Regions from separate parts of the Sus scrofa genome. Here all the other regions are linked to region 2. The links are chromatin contacts, called in public HiChIP or PLAC-seq and promoter capture Hi-C maps. All regions are on one chromosome and are shown on one strand. The core of a region is the stretch at or near the end of the contact, and the rest is flanking DNA. Distances in the headings are between cores, read along the strand shown.

Region 1 (2,867 bases), core at 287-2,786, 310 kb before region 2:
AAAGTGTCCAGAACAGTATGTTTTGTAGGGAAACATTCCAAAGAGTAGCACAGAAAAGGCTTGTTGGGGGAAAGGGAAAAGATAAATGAACAGGAGAAATAATAGCATTGGTAGACCCGATTTCCATGAAAACTCAAAAAAAAGTATTTGACATTCTGATGACTAAACATAGTCATCAAACATCCTCCTGTCACAGGACTGCTGTTCCTGACCAAGACTGTTAAGAATCAGAGTAATAGAGCTGAGTGGCTCCATGCAAAATTCTGTGTTCAACATCTGTCATGCTGGAGATCATTAATGTTCAATTGCATTCTATTGTCTTCATGTTACTCAACTTCATTTCATTGTCATTGCTTCAGCTGGGGATTAATCAACTATTTATGGGAAGACAGGACTTGGAGTCAGGGCAGTCACAATAGGGTTTTGGTCTAAAGCAATGGCAAGGGAAGCAAGACACAGTTAAAAGGAATCTTAAAAAAGAATACAAATGAACTTATTTGCAGAAGAGAAAAAGAATCACAGACTAGAAAATTTATGATTACCAAAGGGGACAGGTGTTGGGGACGGAGGGGTGGACTAGGGGTTTGGGATGGAAATGTTCTAAATTTGGGTTGTGATGATGGTTGTACAGTTATAAATTTAATAAAATTCATTGATTATTAAAAAACTGATTTGTGGGAGCTTGTTGATAATTTAATTATACAAAAATATTTGGGAATAATGCCAACATAATCCATATTTCAAGAGGGGAAAGAACATACTTGGTCTTCCCAAAGAATTCAGAAATGATTCTGGCTTGAATCTATTTGAGCTGGTTTCCTTGCTACTTTACTCTTCTAAAGAAGTAGAAAGAGGCTGAGATAAGAGAATCAACTTAATGGCTTATCTATATATAAATCATTTCACTATCAATAGTGGAAATCATGCTTCAGTATTATTCCTAAGGACAGTTGACACAAGTTCCAAGTAGTATGAAATATTTATAGCTTTATGAGGTGGGGAAAAAAAAATCTTCCATTAGGAATTATTTTTTAAAACCTCACAAATCACTTAGATGCTTCACTTTCACACATATATTTGCATTATAATTAGTTTTATTAGATGTAAAAGTCAAATTAAATAATTGATTATCATCTCAATCTGTGTCCTGAAAACATTTATAAATATGCGTCCGGAGAAATGGGGCATAGATTCTGAATCTACCGAAGTATACAAACTCATGCAATCTAATATATTGTATAATATACATTTTTACATAACATTAATATCTTTTTTATTTTAACCATTTTAATTGAAGTATAGTTAATTTAAAAAGTTGTATTAGTTTCAGTTGTATAGCAGAGTGATTCAGTTATGCATACTTACATTTATATTTTTTTCAGATTCTTTTCCATTATAGGTTATTACAAGATATTGAATATAGTTCCCTGTGCTATATAGTAGGTTCTTGTCCATCTATTTTATATATAGTAGTGCATATATGTTAACCCCAAACTCCTAATTTGGCCCCCTCCCCACCCCTTTGGTAACTGTAAGTTTGCTTTCTACATTTGTGAGTACATTAATATCTTTTGATATGCTATAATATTCTGCAGAAAACAGCCAAATTATTTGCACAGTAAAATCTTAGGTCTGAAATAATACTAGGATCTGCTAATTTGTCCCAACTTAATAGCTAAAATCAAATGCATGTATTCAGTCGGCCTTATGCAAAATTGTCACATCTTGAAAAGCGAATCTTGTACCACTAAGCTTCTACATATCTTAATCTAAAACCAACATATTGACACAAGTGATTTCTAATAATTTTAAAACTTTGGTTCAGTTTTTGATATGTATGCTGCCTGCTGATATGGGAAAAGAAAGACCAAGCCCTTCCCCACCCCCACCTTGTTATTCTCTTGGGGACAGCCAGACCACTCCAGATGGTGTGTTAGTGTAGGACATAGCTTTGGAGAAACTTCCAACAGACGAAGGCTGTAATGTCAGGATTTTGCTGTGCGTCGTCCCCCTTTCCCCCCCTGCAGTTCCCAGGGTAGGAAGGTGCTGAGATGGAAGCCGAGGGACGCCCGCCCACCTGCCACCACCTGTTCCCTCCTTCAGCCTTCTGCTATAAATTCTCCTTCAAAGATTCACCCGGCACTTTTCCGACAACTACTGCGGAAGAGGCGCTCCTTTCCTATCTAAGCTTCGGGAAAGATTTCGTCTTCCGGAAAAGAAGTCTTGGGCTTTCCCGGAGGACTTGAGAGACCTTCCGCGAATCAGCCACACCAATTCTGCTGCAAGAAGGTTCCCTTCTCACATCAGTTTCATGTTGGGAAAATGACTTCTCTTCAGCATCCCAATTTCCCCTAAATTTTGGCAAGTGAAGACATCAGTCTGGCTATCCAGTAGGACAAAGGGCGGAGCCCCGCACTCCCCACTGCAGACTTAGATTCCACGCGGGCTGCTTTTTGCATGACTTATTTGTTAAGAGGAACCAAGTTGCGGAGCGACTGCATACACCAACCCACACGCAGGTCCTGAGCTGACAAGTGAGATCTGCGCCTCCCTCCTTCCGGCGGGGAATGAAGTCGTGCAAACCCTGCAATCCCCCGGCGGCGGCGGGAGCGCGTGCCGCGCCCCCGTGCACGGGTGGCGCAGCCGAATGCGCGGGCACGTGCGCAGGGGCTGGGCGGCTGGAGAGTGCGGCGCGCAGGCGCCTAGCGGCCAACGCGCGCGAGCGCCGCCGCATGCAGGGTCTCAACACGGCCTTCGACCGCCTGCGCAGGGTGGTACCCCAGTGGGGCCAGGATAAAAAGCTGTCCAAGTACGAGACCCTGCAGATGGCGCTGAGCTACATCATGGCTCTGACCCGCATCCTGGCT
Region 2 (2,726 bases), core at 159-2,658:
ACACTAAGATATTTGCACTATTCATTCCCACTATTAAACTGTTCCTTGAAAACAGGGGTCGTTTTTCCACTCCAGTCCCTAATGCACACGTCGTAAGCTTTACACAGGTCAAATGGCCCAGATTGTATTTACCAATAAAAGATTAATAAAAACACGTCTATCCAGCTAGAAAACATGACACACTCAAAGATGACGAGACATATACAACCATCATATACTGTATCTGCTTTAGTAGGTCAGAAAAGCGTCAACTCGTATTTCGGGGCTACATACACACACACAGACACTTAATCTAAAAACCACTATAAGAATATGATTTAGAGAAAAAACACTATTCACACAAAGTATTCTAAAACCTATTTCTCTCCTATGCCCTCTATTAACTGCACCAAAGTGATGCCTGTAGAAACAGCTATGCTCTTCAAATTTTGCAGGTTGTGACTTTAGAAACAGCTTTACTCTTTTAAATTTCAAAACAAGTTTATAAATAAAGGCCCTCAAAAACAACAACAAATTGCACAGGTGTCAGTTTGCAAAGTCAACTGCAAATGGTTGTTATCAGGGACAGTCAAAAGTTGCAGGTTTAACTGTGCGGGGCGAGGGGAGAAAGGGCGGAGAAGCAAAAAACACTTAACAAAAGCAATATGCTAAAAGAGTAGGAGGAAAGAGAAACTTATTTTAAAATCCACTGCGAGGCTCGCCAGCCCCGCGGCTGCGCAAAGCGCAAGGCCGCCGGGGCGGGCCTGGGACTGAGGGGAGGAGGGCGGGGAGAGGGCGAGGGAGGGATAGAGTCGACGGGCCGCTCCTGCAGCCAGGCCTGCAGCCGCGGAGGCGCGCAGCTGAGGGCCCTGGTTGGGAGGGGGACGCTACAAAGCCAGCCACGAGCCCCCAGCCTGCCCGAGACTCCCCCACCCCACATCAGGAGGGGCCCCGAGAGGAGGCGGGGGGATGCGCAGTCCCGGCCGCCCGCGCCCTGCGCACCTCGGTACCCAATAGCCGCCGCTGCCGCCGCCTCTTCCTCCTCCTCGCCCTCGTCGTCGTCGTCGTCGTCGTAGAAGTCGTCGGCCGGGGGCGCCTCCCGGGATAGGCCCTGTAAGCCCGGCCCATTGTTTCCTTCTCCTGCCGCCGCAGCCGCCTGGGCCTCCCGCTCCCCGCCCGCAGCGGTCTCCCGCCACAGCACCGCCGCCGCCGGGCAGCCGCCCGCCGCCGCCGGCAGCTCACGCTCCAAGGCCGCCCCACCAGGCTCGCCCGGGCTCCGCCCGACGCCCGGGCCGTCTCTCCGCGGTTTCTTGCGGAGCGGCTCCCCGGCGGGGGGCGACGGGGCCTCCCTCTCAGCCGCCACCGCCGAGGGGGAGCCGCCGGGCTGAAGGGCGAGCGCCGCCTCGTCCGCCATCTTTCAACTGCCTCTCTGGCCCTCCTCCCTCACCTCCTCTGCTCCCGCTCGACTCGCGGCACTGGCGCCCCCGCGGCTCCGGCTGCGGGAGATTTAAACCCCGTCACGTGACCCGCCCCTCCTCGCCCCCGCCCACCCGCAGCTCCCGCCACCCACGCGGGCCGGACCACAACACGGCGGGTCACGTGGCAAGCGGAGGCGGTGGGGGCCAGGAGCAAACGCTGCAGGGTGCTGTGGCCCCACCCCTCCGCTGCAGGCGCTTCTCTCAGCCAAACTTCTCTTTCAAGCTGTCCTCAAATCACTGCTGCCCGGTTAGCTCAAGTTTTGGTTTGCACTGCGAATTTCCACTTCTGCCTAAAGTGCACACCTTGCTCTCCTCACTTAGTCTTTTCTGGACTTAACGTTAAGGCTTAAAACTTAGTTCCTGAAAGGCGATAGGGAATGAAGCTGGCCAAATAAGCTAGGTGATGGGTCTGTTTTGTTAACCTGTATGAGTAGAGGCAAAAGGACACACACCTCACTCTTCACCCTCCTCAAACCGTTCTGGCGGGTACTCTTCAGCTCCTATTTTCTGCTTGCTTCTCTCCTTAGCCGGTTTATTTTTCTCCCTCTCTCCATTACTCAGAGGGTGATATACATTGTTAGACCATTAAAAGCATGTATCTGCCCTAGAAAGAGGTTTGACGGTGGGGGGCCGGGTAGGGATCAGCCTGTTCGATTTCAGGCCCCAACTTAGCTCCAAATGTGTGTGATTTATCTTTTCTGGGCTTCAAAATGAGTATATTGGGCCAAGTGGGGCCTCATGAGGAGAGCTGAACTGAGCATGACTTGGCCCTTATAAACATCGGTTTGGTTTCGAACTTGAGGTCTTTCTGATTGACCTTGAGCCATTTATTTAGCCTTTCTACACCCACTGTCCTAATCTCTGCAATGGTAGAGTTGTGCTGAGAATTAAGGTAGCGGGTTCTCTTGTGGCACAGTCTTGGGATCTAGCGTTGTTACTGCAGCGGCTTGGGTCAATCCCTGGCCCCAGAACTTCCACATGCAGCAGGTCAGGCTGGGAAAAAAAAATAGTTACATAAGATTGCTGGATATAAAGTGAGGGCTAAATAGAGCTAAAATATTAGTCCTGCCCTACTTGAAGGCCTTCTACTTTCCACTTTTCCTGACATTCCAGAACTCTTGTGACTTCATAGCCTACCTTAACTAAGGATGTGTTATAGTATGGCCAAGTTTGGTAGGCATCTGCCTCTGCAGCATGGCGTTTCTAGCCACTGAAGGGACCTCTCTGAATTTACAATAAATCAGCCCTTAAGCTTAAAGTGGGTCCTGC
Region 3 (2,700 bases), core at 191-2,690, 400 kb before region 2:
TCAAAATTAGAACCTGGAATTCTATTTACAAAACCAAACCAAGACAAAACCTGAAGGCATAAAAAAAAAAAAAAAAAAAAAACACCAATCTGTTCTGATACCTTAATAAAGTTGTCTCAGAAACTACCTAAAAAAAGTGTTTACCAATTATTCAGGATAATCCTTCTCAACCTTTCTTTACAAGTGTCACAGCAATTCTGCTTTAAAAATTTCTAGTGTTAGCATCAATCAAAACACCAGCAGCTGAAATACACAGTTTGTCAGTTCTGTATGAAATTTTTAATGTAATTTCCTAAACATTAGGCTAAGTGAAAGAAACCAGTCACAGAAGACCACTACTGTATGATTTTAAATGGATGAAGTTAACGATCTGTGAACTGTATCTCAAAGCTGTTAAGAAAAAACATCTTAGAAGCCAAATGAGATAAAATTCCTTTATAACATAAAGGGTTTGATACATTAATAAACAACCCTAAACCATGCTTCTAAAAAAGTTCCTTGGTCAGCAGGTTAAGAAGGATCCTGTGGTGTCACAGCTGTGGCACAGGTTTGGCCAGAAAATTAAAAAATGAGAGGTAACTTCAAAATTTTGGTCAGAAGTGGTGATGAAATGCTTAAATAAAATGGAAATCATTCCCTTTTCATTGTGCTTGCTCAATTTTAAATAAAAATAGACTCACACACTACTACTTGGAGGTGAGGTGTCTAAACGGATTTCTTTTCTAGAACAAAGTTACCACCCACTGCAGTTCAATCACTTGTTTAACAAAGTAAGAATACCAAAACTACACAGTTGTTTAAAATATAAAAAGCAATTTAGATGCATTTCCAAATCATGATGCAGATGAAGGGCAGGAAAAAAGGTTTCTAGGGTAATCCAATCAGGGAAGCTGTTACACCACACAAGACTTTATAAGAAACTGGGCTATATGTCTTTACAAGTGCATAGAAACACAGAACATCTTCAACATCATGAAGATCTTTTTCATTTTTAAAGATGAAAAAATAAACACACTTGTAAAGATTCATATGCATTATTGGAAGTCTCATGCCTTGCCTGTCCTTTACTTTGCACAGTTTTCAGTGAAAATTACAGACCCAGTTCTCCAATGTTCTAAGGACCGAAAAAAAAAAAAAAAAAATCACAGCACCACATGACTGGGCTTGCAGTTTGTTTTTCTGTTGAGTAGGGTTATTTTCTTCGCCAAAATGTTACTATAGTCCTAAGCCAAATAGAAAATTCGCTTAGCTACCGAAAGAAAATAAACCCTAACTGTATTTTGAAGTATTTTATTTCCACAGCCTTAATGCCAAAACAATCTTTGCACAAAATAAAAATCTTGGAGATTGGTGAAAGCCGATAACGCAATTCCTATACACACATTTTTTCCATCACTGGTTGTTTTTTAACAACTGTTTCCCAAAAGTAAACCACCTACTTAAATTCTAACACAGTATTCGCCAAACTACACAAAACCATTGCTAAACCATCCCGCCCCCGCCCAAAGGTTCAGAAAGTCGTATCTTGGTTCACCTGCTTGAAATAAGCCCCACTGCACATTCCTATTCGGTAAGTCACCCGCTTTTCTGCTTACAATTACCCATAAAGTCTCCCAATACGGTTTAAGTGGAAAAAACCCTTTGGAAAATGAGTACGTACTCTTTTCGAAGCTCCAAACCTGGAATATAAGGGCCGGCTAAGCGTCCTTTATTCCTCCCCGGAGGCTTTTCGTTTTATCTAGCTGCCCTAGAGACCAGAGAGCTAGGGAGAGTACGCCCCTTCCCCCCCTTCCCGTTCGGCAGCAAAGCTTGGCTTAAAAACCTTCGCCACCCGGCGGCGGAATTACAAAGGAGGCCGTCTGCCTCCTTTGTCCCGGGTTTGGGAGTTGAGCGCCTTCGTCGCCATTGGCTTTCCTCCCCCAGCTCCAGCCTCTCTCATCTTGGGAATCTGCGTCAGAAGTCACTCGCAGTCCCGCCAGCCCAGGTAGCCCAGCTGAGACTGCGGAGGAAGGGAGGCCGCGGTGGGAGGCCAGGCCCATCCGGCGCCATTTCCAACCGGAGCGCGCCCGAAGGCCCTGAGCCTCCCCCCACCCAAGTGCCCAGCCTTTCCCAGCTCGCTTCCTTCCCCACCCACATCCCTTCCGAGGCGCTCTAACCACCGCCCCCCTCCCCGGACTCCTAAATCAGTTTTCGGAAGCTAAGGGGCAAGAAGCAGAAAGAGAGGAGAAGGGCGGGAAGCCCAGGTGGCCGCGCCACCGTACCCAAAATGGCGGAAGCCAAACCAGCAGGGAAAAGACGGGAAATGCGTGATGAGCCCCACTTCGGGCCTCGGCTTCGTCCACTAAATCCCCCCTGAGTAAGTCCCCCCCCCGCCCGGCAGGCCGCCCCCGAAGTGAGAGATCGCCCGGGGGGGCGCAGCCTGGCCACCTCCGAGCGGCGACCTCCACACTTCGCCCCGCCCCACCCCCTCCCAGTTTCTCTTTCGTCCTTCTCCCGACTCCACTCTCGAAACCACCATCCCAACCTACCCCCTTTTACTTCAGATACCCTGTCGAGCGACAGTAGCGCCGACTCCGCTGCTTGCGGGGCCCGGTCGTGGAGAAGGAGAAGTCGCCTGCCTCGTGTAGCGCTCCCACAACGGTTCTTCCAACCGTCTCCGGCGGTGGCAACCGCTGAGGGAGCTGCGCAGCAGAGCGACTG

Evidence for each region. Promoter capture Hi-C pulls out the DNA fragments that hold promoters and counts their contacts. HiChIP or PLAC-seq counts read pairs in DNA pulled down with a chosen protein or histone mark.
Region 1: a promoter capture Hi-C map of fetal liver shows a contact between it and region 2, with 2.7 times the contacts expected there. The contact joins the promoter of ATOH7 here to the promoter of SIRT1 in region 2. A contact is called at or near these places in 1 of 5 promoter capture datasets (fetal liver) and 1 of 2 datasets of contacts at active chromatin or transcription factors (skeletal muscle).
Region 3: a contact with region 2 is called in an H3K27ac HiChIP or PLAC-seq map of skeletal muscle. The contact joins the promoter of PBLD here to the promoter of SIRT1 in region 2. A contact is called at or near these places in 2 of 5 promoter capture datasets (fetal liver and fetal skeletal muscle) and 2 of 2 datasets of contacts at active chromatin or transcription factors (alveolar macrophages and skeletal muscle).

The regions. Positions count from the first base shown.
Region 1 is chr14:71,401,148-71,404,014 of Sscrofa11.1, reverse strand. ATOH7 (protein atonal homolog 7) reads left to right here and starts at 1,536. Exons shown (of 1, transcript XM_005671039.3): 1 at 1,536-2,867. The coding sequence starts at 2,568.
Region 2 is chr14:71,089,849-71,092,574 of Sscrofa11.1, reverse strand. SIRT1 (sirtuin 1) reads right to left here and starts at 1,408. Exons shown (of 9, transcript NM_001145750.2): 1 at 982-1,408. The coding sequence starts at 1,393.
Region 3 is chr14:71,486,282-71,488,981 of Sscrofa11.1, reverse strand. It overlaps PBLD (phenazine biosynthesis-like domain-containing protein), which reads left to right and starts at 1,440. Exons shown (of 10, transcript XM_021073523.1): 1 at 1,440-1,570. HNRNPH3 (heterogeneous nuclear ribonucleoprotein H3 (2H9)) reads right to left here and starts at 2,687. Exons shown (of 10, transcript NM_001243555.1): 1 at 2,529-2,687.